Regions from separate parts of the Mus musculus genome. Here regions 2 and 3 are each linked to region 1. Evidence: chromatin contacts called from public HiCAR-type data. All regions are on one chromosome and are shown on one strand. The core of a region is the stretch at or near the end of the contact, and the rest is flanking DNA. Distances in the headings are between cores, read along the strand shown. Region 1 holds the start of Il7 (interleukin 7). Region 2 holds the start of Hey1 (hairy/enhancer-of-split related with YRPW motif 1). Region 3 holds the start of Mrps28 (mitochondrial ribosomal protein S28).

The links. HiCAR-type assays count read pairs that join an accessible place to other places.
Region 2: a contact with region 1 is called in a HiCAR-type map of astrocytes, with 3 times the contacts expected there. The contact joins the promoter of Hey1 here to the promoter of Il7 in region 1. A contact is called at or near these places in 8 of 39 promoter capture datasets (the 3T3-L1 cell line, 3T3-L1-derived adipocytes, the SN4741 cell line and 4 more) and 2 of 115 datasets of contacts at active chromatin or transcription factors (astrocytes and bone marrow-derived dendritic cells).
Region 3: a HiCAR-type map of kidney shows a contact between it and region 1, with 10 times the contacts expected there. The contact joins the promoter of Mrps28 here to the promoter of Il7 in region 1. A contact is called at or near these places in 8 of 39 promoter capture datasets (the 3T3-L1 cell line, embryonic stem cells, frontonasal cranial neural crest and 3 more) and 5 of 115 datasets of contacts at active chromatin or transcription factors (astrocytes, bone marrow-derived dendritic cells, kidney and 2 more).

What each region holds. Positions count from the first base shown.
Region 1 is chr3:7,612,191-7,615,311 of GRCm38.p6, reverse strand. It overlaps Il7 (interleukin 7), which reads left to right and starts at 1,552. Exons shown (of 5, transcript NM_008371.5): 1 at 1,552-2,141. The coding sequence starts at 2,132. Gm16685 (predicted gene, 16685) reads right to left here and starts at 2,607. Exons shown (of 3, transcript NR_168341.1): 1 at 2,503-2,607.
Region 2 is chr3:8,665,591-8,668,991 of GRCm38.p6, reverse strand. It overlaps Hey1 (hairy/enhancer-of-split related with YRPW motif 1), which reads left to right and starts at 1,954. Exons shown (of 5, transcript NM_010423.2): 1 at 1,954-2,210; 2 at 2,415-2,490; 3 at 2,637-2,720; 4 at 2,966-3,047. The coding sequence starts at 2,122. LOC115489673 reads left to right here. Exons shown (of 2, transcript XM_030252957.1): 1 at 1-1,768; 2 at 1,914-2,068. The coding sequence starts at 1,106. The coding sequence ends at 2,054.
Region 3 is chr3:8,922,607-8,925,989 of GRCm38.p6, reverse strand. It overlaps Mrps28 (mitochondrial ribosomal protein S28), which reads left to right and starts at 2,133. Exons shown (of 3, transcript NM_025434.3): 1 at 2,133-2,403. The coding sequence starts at 2,194. It overlaps Gm52601 (a long non-coding RNA gene), which reads left to right and starts at 2,418. Exons shown (of 2, transcript XR_003954436.1): 1 at 2,418-2,516.

The DNA of each region.
Region 1 (3,121 bases), core at 303-2,802:
CAACAACAGGTGGGGGGAAAAAAGCATAGAATGTGAGCAGTTGTACACCTACGTGTACCCTATGGTCAGGGAGTTTAATACAGCCGCCACAAACCTAGACATGTTTATAGAGTTAGTCTTTAACCACCCCTGCAGCCTCATCTCTGTCTACTGCTTTTCTCCACATCTGAGTTCCAATGACATTTTTGGAAATGTGTGCCTGAGAGGCTCAGTTTCCTGATTTCATTTGCCAGCAATTCCCTGTTTTCTTTCTCTTTCCTCTCTTTCCTTTTTTTTTTTTTTTTTTTTTTTTTTTTGGTGGACATTTTTCCATGTTCCATCGTTGAAATGCTTTCTCACCACAGTAGCTCTCTTCCATCCTGTCATACTGCAACGCTGGAGCCTAATCCTATTCTAGATAGCCCTTCTCTGTGGATGGGAGCTGTCTGGAGACCAGGGCTGCAGTGAAGATAACAAGTACTGTCAAATCTCCTGATGCTTTGAGCAGGATGACAACAAGAGAGACAACAGAGAGGTGTTTAAACAGCCCTGCAGGCACCGGGTAGGATTTATTTTGGAAGTGCACTAAGACAACAGGTTTTACATTGAATGTGGAAAGTGAGAGTCCCTGCAGAGTCCACAGGCCAGTGCCCAGTTAGAACTCCTATGGTCCACACTCTAAATGCACAAACAGTACCTCTCTGCCTCTTTTCACTGTTAACAGACAGAATCTGAAGCTCGTGTCCTGATGTCCGATTAGGAACCGCCAGCTCCAGACCCCTTTCTGAGGTTCCCCAGAGCGTTAAGAGCACACCCACCACCCTAGGGCGTCTTCTTAGTCTACTGTATCCTCCATTATTTACAAGGTTCTCTTCCACAAGAGATTCCAAGCAGACTCTTTGAAGCCAGCCTGCAGGTGTTTTTTATCCAAATTCAGCCACGTGAACTTAGCTCTGTTACTTAAGGAAGCCTCTGTTCCCATGTGTATCTTTCAACTGCAGATAAGAAAACAGATTGCCTCGGCAGAAAACTCCAGATGCCAAAATACATGTAAATTCCTGACCAAGAGTCCTGGCATAGAGCAAATACTAGATATATGAGAGATATGGTCCTGATCTCAGATCTCTCTTGTTACTGGTTTGCACAACCTGCCTTCACCTAAGCAGTGTTTCTCCTGATTATAAGAAACAACACTAAATCAGGAATCCCCTCGGTAATTCAGGCCTATTATTAAAACAAAACAAAACACTTTAATGAAACAATCACAATGGTGATTAGCTATGTCAGGAGATAACTGTGGGAGATAGTTACTATGCAGAACTTCTATGTGCCCCCAACTAATACGAGTTTTGGTTTTCTGAAGCTACCACTTACATACTAGACTGGATGGACTCACAAGAATTATTTGTTCTTAAAGTCCTACCTGAGCAGGTGCATTGCACAGATGACAGGGAGGAAAAAAAAAAAAAAAACAAACTAGAGAACCTAGAGGGGCAGAGGGCGTGACCCTCTTAATCATCCTTCACTTCCTTTTTTTTTTTTTTTTTTTTAAGATGACTTACATCGGCGGCAGCAGAAGCAGCGACGCCTCCTCAGTGGAACTGACTTGCAATAGCGAGCTTTCTCTGCTGCACATTTGTGGCTTCTGTGGACATATTAGTAACCAGCGGTTTTAGCTCCCAGTCTCACAGAGTTGCCAGAGAGGTTAGAAGTCATTTGAAAAGCCTATTAGCCGAATCTTTCTGATCCAGAAGGCCAGCTGGCTTCTCCTGAGCTACTTTCAATTCGCAGCAACCACTGATCCTGGTCCAGGTGACTGGGGAAGACGCTGAGGGTATAAACCCAAACATTGAACCTGAAGACCCAGCGCAAAGTAGAAACTGAAAGTACCCTGCTTAGTCTGCCGGCAGATCCTACGGAAGTTATGGCAAAGCCAGAGCGCCTGGGTGGCCGGTGATGCATGCGGCCCCTCTTGGGATGGATGGACCAGGCGTGGCGTGGGTGAGAGGAGTCAGCTGCCTGAACTGCCCTGCCCAGCACCGGTTTGCGGCCACCCGGTGGATGACCGGGGTCCTGGGAGTGATTATGGGTGGTGAGAGCCGGCTCCTGCTGCAGTCCCAGTCATCATGACTACACCCACCTCCCGCAGACCATGTTCCATGGTAAGCGCTGCTCTCTGGTGCGCACAAGTAGGTGCGCCTAGCGCGCCGGGGACTCTGGGACAGTCCGGGAGGTGCCACCCGCCCCCGCGCCTCCGCACGTCCGGGAATAGCCCGGCCTTGCACTTTGGACAGGCTGAGAGCTTGGCCTCTCCCATGGTCAGCCACTACCCGCGCTGAGCTCGGTTGCCCAGAACCATTGGCACCTGGGCGTACAACCCTGGCGGGCGGGGAGGAACAGTTCCCGAGGCGGTTTTCAGATCCCCAGACCCAGAGCTTCAGTGCGGGAGCCGCGACGCGGTGGCCCCCTGCAGTCAAGACTCAGTAGTCAGTGGTTTTCAGCCACTTTGTCCCTAGCCAGTACCTCTTCAATGCAGCCCTTCCTGGCTTCCTGGCTGTGCAGTTACTCACAGGCTGCCTGGGTTCAGGGCGTTGCTGGGCTCTCGCAGCTCAGAACTTCATGGAGAATGAAAGAGTCGCTCCCAGGATGCGCTTTTAAACCCTAAAGGACAGATCATTGGAAAACCCCCTCTTCTCCCCGCAGTAAGTCTGGGAGTTTCCGATCCAGGCTGTAAGTTGACTTGTTTGCTGGGAACCCAAGTCCTGCGGCTGAGATTGCAAAAGGCCAGATTTTATTTTCCTTCTATATATTTGCTACTTAAGGGAGGCAGAACTTTAAGTACCCATGAGTACAAATTCTTAGCTCCCTGATCAAATCTAATAGGCTTGCATTAGTTTTAAATAAGTAAGGATTTAAAGTGGACAAGAACAGAATTGACAGAGGCTGGAATCCATTTGTAGCTAGAACTAATAGAGATGAGAACAGAATGGAGTGTGAGGAGGTCTACCTAAGGGAATGCAGGTGTTTTAAATACTTCCTCAAGCAAGAGAACCTATGGAGGTGCAGGATCTAGCCTAAGGCTCTTTCCTTTTGCAACCCCATTGCAAACCATTGTATTGGTTTCCGGCCCACTGTTTTAGGT
Region 2 (3,401 bases), core at 705-3,204, 1.1 Mb before region 1:
ACCCTCAATGTAAACCGTTTCTTTTTACCAGCCAATCTGCTGCTAGTTTCTTTCTCTGCACAACGGCCAACATTGGCTAAAGCAAACAAGACCTTACTGTAGGTGCCACTGACCCAGAAAACTTAAAAGCTATGCAGTAGAGGTCATGCTGGTTCAGGTGCAGGGTGCTCCGTCACTTTAGGGGGAAACATGGGATGGCGTCAAGGGAGGCAGGTGATATGAGGCTCTGAAGATGGAGAAGATGGATGAAGAGAGGGGTCTGGAGGTGAGCTTCCAGCTTGTGACAGGAGCGAAGCGAGCTGTGAACATGGAGAGGGAAGCAGGCAGTGAGCCTTGGCTTGACCACTCCTAAGCTGTGTGGTGGGATATGTGCACTAGGAAAAAACAAAGCCAAGATGGAGGGACCTCACCTTTTCAGAGGAGCTGTGAGGGCTGAGGCTCTGAACAGTAGGGTGAAGTGCAATGAGAACTTTAAAAGGACCCAGGATGTGGTCTAAAGTGTGTGGATGGAGAACTGGACCTGGGAACTCGGTTTAGTCTGCATTTATGGAACCCATCATGTCTAGAAACAGAATTGCTTGCAAAGGTGTTGAGTTTCTTTTATTCTTCTCAACGGTTATGAAGTTTTGCTTCATAGACGGGATTGCAGGCTCCAAGAGTGGGGCAGGATAAAGACTGGGCTTTCTCCAGGTTGTCTACTTCTGTGAACGCTGAACTAGGGAAACAATCCATAAGATTTAAACTATTTTTTTAAAGTCGCCCTTCTTGGTGGGGGAGAGGGGAGAGCGGTGTGCAGAACTTCATATAGCACCCCAAACGCCCCTCCCAACTGAGACCAACGGGTGTGTGTGTGTGTCCGCGCGCGCGCGATGCGGGCCAGAAACGTGCATCCTCGCACAGATGATCGCACAGCCTCAGAAGCAAACACCCAGGCCGCCACCCTGTCGCCTGCTAAGAGGATCTGGCCGCCAACACTAGGGGGAAGGGAGGACAAAAACAAAACAAAACAACAGCAAAAATCCCAACATAATGAATGTCTCGGGGGATAGCTACTCCTCCCTCAAGCTAACCCAGAAAACAAGCGCTCTACTTCCCCGGAAATGACATGCATAGGGGCATGCATTTCGTCCCAAAGCTGAGAAGCCTTGCAGGATTAGCTTTAGAGGCTCCTAGAACCCAAAAAGCAGCATCCCTTGAGTCTCTCAGGCTCTGCTCCCAGAGCTGGTGGCCACCATCCAAAGGAGCGGCGCCCCAGGCGACTGTTCCTGTAGGACCCGCCAACTACGCCCGCCTCCAGCCGCGGGGCACCGGCAGCAGTGCAGAGAACGGGACGCGGGCGGTGGCTTCCGGGGCCCGCCGGCGCCCGGACTCCGATTACAGGTTCACACCAGGAGCCCGGCAGGCGCGCCCTCGTGCAGCCCGGCTCCCCCGCCTGGCTATTCTTCTCCATTCATGCAGCCGCCCAGAGCAGCCGCCCAGAGCAGCCGCCGCCGCCGCCGCCACCGTCGCCGCCGCCGTCGCCGTCCGTCCGGATTGGCTGGCGGCCGGGGCGCCGGCACTTTCCCACGGCCCGCGGCGCGTGCGGCTCACCGGCGGCGCTGCAGGCGCGGCCCTGGCACACGGCCAGGCCAATCCGGGCGCGCGGGGTGGGGCTGGGCGGGGCGGTGGCTATCGCCGGGCTGGTGTCCCGGGCCGGCCCCCCATTTCTGCCCGCCGCCGGCCCACCGCCGCCCGCGGCCCCCAGCCGAACTCCTGCGGAGCCGACGCACTGCCGCCGGGCAGGGGCGGGCTCCGGGGGCGGGGAGCAGCCAGCCTCGGCCTCCGCTCGTCCCGCCCCCATGCGGCTGCCAATCTGCGCAGCGAGGCGCCAATTGGCCGGGGCACGCGGTTACCCGGGAGCCGTGGCCCCGCCCCTGCCCCAACCTCTCCGCCTTCCCCGCCCTCCCCCTATCCATGGGAAGGGGCGCAGCGTGGGAAAGGGATGGTTGAGTTTTAACCGGAGACTGAGCGTGAGTGGGATCAGTGTGCACGCACCTCCCGCAGCCGAGCGCTGAGCGGCCACTGCAGTTAACTCCTCCTTGCCCGCCGCGCGACCCTCCTCGGAGCCCACGCTCCGCCACCATGAAGAGAGCTCACCCAGACTACAGCTCCTCAGATAGTGAGCTGGACGAGACCATCGAGGTGGAAAAGGAGAGCGCGGACGAGAATGGGTGAGTTGGCGGCGTCCGACCGATCCGGAGCGGGAGGAGAGGATGGGGTGCGCTGATGCTGGGTTCCCTTTGCCGGGAGTCGTGGGCCGGCAGCTGCTGGCTGGGAGCAATCGTCCCCGAGCCCTCCAGCTCAAGTTGCCAAAGAAATCTGGTGTAGGAGGGCTCTCCTTTCCTTTCTCAAGGCAATTGCTTCCCATCTTACAGAAACTTGAGTTCGGCGCTGTGTTCCATGTCCCCAACGACATCGTCCCAGGTTTTGGCCAGGAAAAGACGGAGAGGCGTGAGTACCCCCCCCCCCAATAATTTAAATATATATGCACATTGTTATATTAATTAATTAACTAACGGAAAGAACCACATTTCTTCTCGTTGGAATGTACAGTCATAACGTAAATGCCCTCCTTTGTTTTTGTCTGCTTCCCATAGATCATCGAGAAGCGCCGACGAGACCGAATCAATAACAGTTTGTCTGAGCTGAGAAGGCTGGTACCCAGTGCCTTTGAGAAGCAGGTAATGGAAGTATGAGAGCGCTGAGTGTAGCCATCGGCACCTTCTGATTCCCTCCCCTCCGTGCTTCTAACCTCATTTGTGCCAAGTCGTTGGATGTTCTTACACAAATTCCCACAGATTTTGTGGATATACGTGACTTTTGCTTTTTTTTTTACGTTTGTATTTTACATGTATGTATATTTGTGTGCATATTTTAAGTTCTCCAAAGGCACTTGTGTCAGATAAGCCTTTTGTCTTCTTTTTAGGGATCTGCTAAGCTAGAAAAAGCTGAGATCTTGCAGATGACTGTGGATCACCTGAAAATGCTGCACACTGCAGGAGGGAAAGGTATTCCTCTCCAGTTCAGCTGGGGCTTTGCGTGCTCGGCGTGGGGGGTGGGGGTGGTAGCAAGCGCAGTCTGGGATTGGTGCAGTCCCTGCCTGCTTTGCTTTGTGGGGTGGGGAGAGCAGTATGTGCTTGCCAGCCAAGTGCACCTTCAACAGCACATGGGTTCTTGAGCAGTGAATACATCACCCCAATCCTCTTTCAACTGAGCTAATGCACCTTTCAGCAAGCGCCTGTCTCCCGGAGCTCCTCCGGTTGTGACAGCCCTGATTTAGGTCAAGTCACTCATGTTTGTCTGTTGCTATTTAAGAAAGGATTGGGAAATGGCTTATTAAAAAGAACAACTAGATAGTCGGA
Region 3 (3,383 bases), core at 884-3,383, 1.3 Mb before region 1:
ATAGCATTCATGCCAACACTGTACCCCTGGTCATCTTCTGCCATGCTGGTTGTTATTCGAGTTCACAGGGTTCACAGCTGATGATTTCAGCCCACACAGCATGTCCTAGTACACTGAGAGTACCAACCAAGTTTTGTGGGCCAACTTGGTTTCTTCATAGTCTGTGACCAGAATGTATAGTGTCTTCAGCAGAGTTTTACTGCCCTGTCCTGATATGCAAACAAGTGCAGGGACAGTTGTCTGTATTGTGCCAGGTGTCTCCAGGAAAACCCTGACCATCAGCTTGAGGGGAGGTGTCCCAAACCTGGTGTTAGGCTTTTTATTGACAACCTATGGCTTCTCAGATGAGCACAATCCACTGTATAAAGAAATTCCAATTAAAATGGTTTGCTATGAATCTCCACTCTCTCCTTCCTCCCTCCTCCTTCCTCTCTCCTCTTCTTCTCTTAAGTAATTTTGAGACAGGATTTTGCTGTATAGCCCTGGCTGGCCTTGAAGATGCTCTGTAGACCAGGCTGGCTTCAAACTCCGAGACATTCCTCTGCCTCTTCCTCTTGAGGGATAGAATTCAAGTTGTATATCACCACTGCCCTGTGAATCCTCACTTTTCTAATTTCATTTGATACTTCTTAAGTTGGGAGCTTCAAGACGAGTCCACTGAGCGTACATATATCACTAGGAAGACTAAGAGCCCCTCCCCATGGCGCTGCCTGGCTTTCAGGGTTATTCACTAGCTTAGGCAACACGAATATAACATGTCTGTTGGATTTAAAGATGGGACTTCATTTGTTCTGTTCATCCAGATGGAGGGTTTATCCTGAAGATTGAACCTAGGGCCTTGCCATGCCAGACAAGCACTGGAAGTGATACAGTTTAAGTTTGCAAAGCAGTTCTTTAAACTTGGCACTGCTGAGCAGCTTGCTTTCCCAAGCAGAAAAACCAAATCTGCACGGGGATACTGGATTGCCCAGGATGAAAGTTCCTTACTTGAGACTGCTGAGGGCTCTTAAAGGGAGCTCTACAATTTGCTACACTGTTTCCGAAAGGAACTGAAAGTGGTAGTAGCCATAGAGATTGACATTTTCGACAAGAATCCACTTAAGTGTCAGCAGAAATGAGCGTATGCAGAATGAGATCTCACTTGAAGCGGAATCTACTTTTCAGGCTCCTACTGAATTTGTGAGATACTCCCTACAGTGACTAGTAATGCGGAGTGGTAAGTTATCCACAAAACTATGCATCATTCTAAGGTCAAAATAGACCTGCAGCATTGAGGAAGACTTACACTAAGAGTCAAAGACATAAAAGAGGTTCTGTCCTGGCCCTGGTAGTGACAGTACTTGTAAAGTCCCATCATTCAGGGAGAAGCAGGAGGGTCAGATGATGAGGGTCACCCTCAACTACGCAGTGAGCTCAAGGCCAGTATGGGTTACATGAGACCTCGATAAGGGGAAAAAAGATATTTATGTACAAATGACATAGAAAACTGACACCCGCCCTTGGATTTAGTAATCTGTAGGTTAACATTACATTGATTAGACTAGTGGTCCACTTAAAAGGCAAACACTTTTGCAACTAGGTTCGATTCTTAAGTGGATGGACAAATTCTGGGGATTTACACTGGGGAGAAACAAACAATATCAAGTGTTTGGGTATGGGAGCGTGGAAGTGCTACGCCTGAGCATATTTCTGAAGCTTAATTCACAGGAAATGATGGTAGCTAGCTAGGATAAAACTTCTGTTGGGTTTTGTAATGCATGTGACTGGCAACAGAAGTGGCCAAGGACAGACCTACCATCAGTTTTAGGAACAACTTTGTGCCCATTTGCAAAGGCAATCTCTCCTTCCTTCCTGGAGTTTACAAAACTGGAGGGTGAACACTAAGAATTATTTCAAATCTAAAGCATGACGCATTCGAAAGTGCTGAGTAACGAAGGCACAGGAGGTGCTGGTGAGCATAGGGCTTCCAACTCTAACAGGATAACGAAGGAGACCTCTGAAGACCGTGTAGTACAGCAGCTGTAGCGTCACCCCGTCCCTCAGGAGGCATGCGCTCTCTGGCGTCCGCGGGAGGCAAGCTTTAAACTACCGGACTAGTAGGCTCGCCTGGGATTAAGGCGGTAGGCGGGGCTCTCCTCGGCCCGCCCCCTGACCTGCAAGCGTGCAGAAGAGGTCAGAGGTCGCGCAGGCGTCATGGCGGCGCTGTGTAGGTCCCACGCCGGGACTGCTGGGAGCCGTTTCTTGAGAGCGCTTGTCTTCTCCAAGCCTTTGCGAAATGCAAGCACGGAGAGTGGTTCCGAGAGCGCAACCCACGACTCCTCCGCTCCTCGGGCGCGTTCAGGCGGCTTCGCGAGCGCTCTGGAGCGACACTCGGACTTGCAGCGGAAGGCGGAGCTCCGACTGGTAAGCAGGCCTCGCGGCGCCACGTCCGCACGCCGGGCCGAGCGTGGGGAGGGGCTAAGCCCGGGACGCTGGGAGGAGCCGGCGTGGTGGGGCGGGAGCCCGTCGGTGTTGGGGTGGGGCTCAGGCGGCGACTCCAGGGAGGGGCCAGCGTGGGTTGGGGGTGAATTCTGTCCTTCTTGTCATGGGCTATGCCGGTGACTTAGGGATGAGGAGAGGAGCGACTGGAGCGGCGGGGGTAGCTTTCTACCCTTGACCTGCAGCAGAGCGTGTGATTAATATTTTCTTCCTTTTCCATGGCTTTTACGCTCCTGTGGGTTCTCTCTGCATACCTTTGTGACACATTCTGGGCCAGGTATCCATCGGGTTTGTGGGGCGACCCGTCAGACTTGGAGGAAAACGACTCCAGGTCTTAGCCTTGCCACAAGGCGGCTCGAGGCCTGTCACAAGCATCTTAATTGAATTGACACTTAAAGCTATTGTGAACTGGGCGTATGATTTAAACTGTCAGTGTTTCACTTTCCTTTATTGCAAGTGACCTTTTATTTTAAAAATATAGTTTTTTCCCCCTTTGTGTAAAACATTGTAAAATAATTTAGATACATGAAGTAGTGCAAATACAAAAGGCTGGGATTTTTAAAAATTCTGAGACTCGGGTATACATGAGGTTGGGTTATATAAGAAAAATCTGAATTTCCAGTTTTTGTTCTCTAGTGGGTATTGCTGAACAGTACACATGTAGCTATTTCTCAGGATTGTAGGGTCATCTTAGTTTTGAGTGCCAAAACTTTTCTTTGATCTAGTGATGGGAAGGACCCCAGGACATAGTTTTGAGATTTTTGCCACATGTAGTGGCTTAAAACACAAATTTTTACTTATAGGGCACTAGGAGTTCTTTTAAAATAAGAAAATGAAAATATAAAAAGATAACAAAAACTTAACATATTAGAATTGGACAAAACAAATAGAATTTAAAGAGCTCA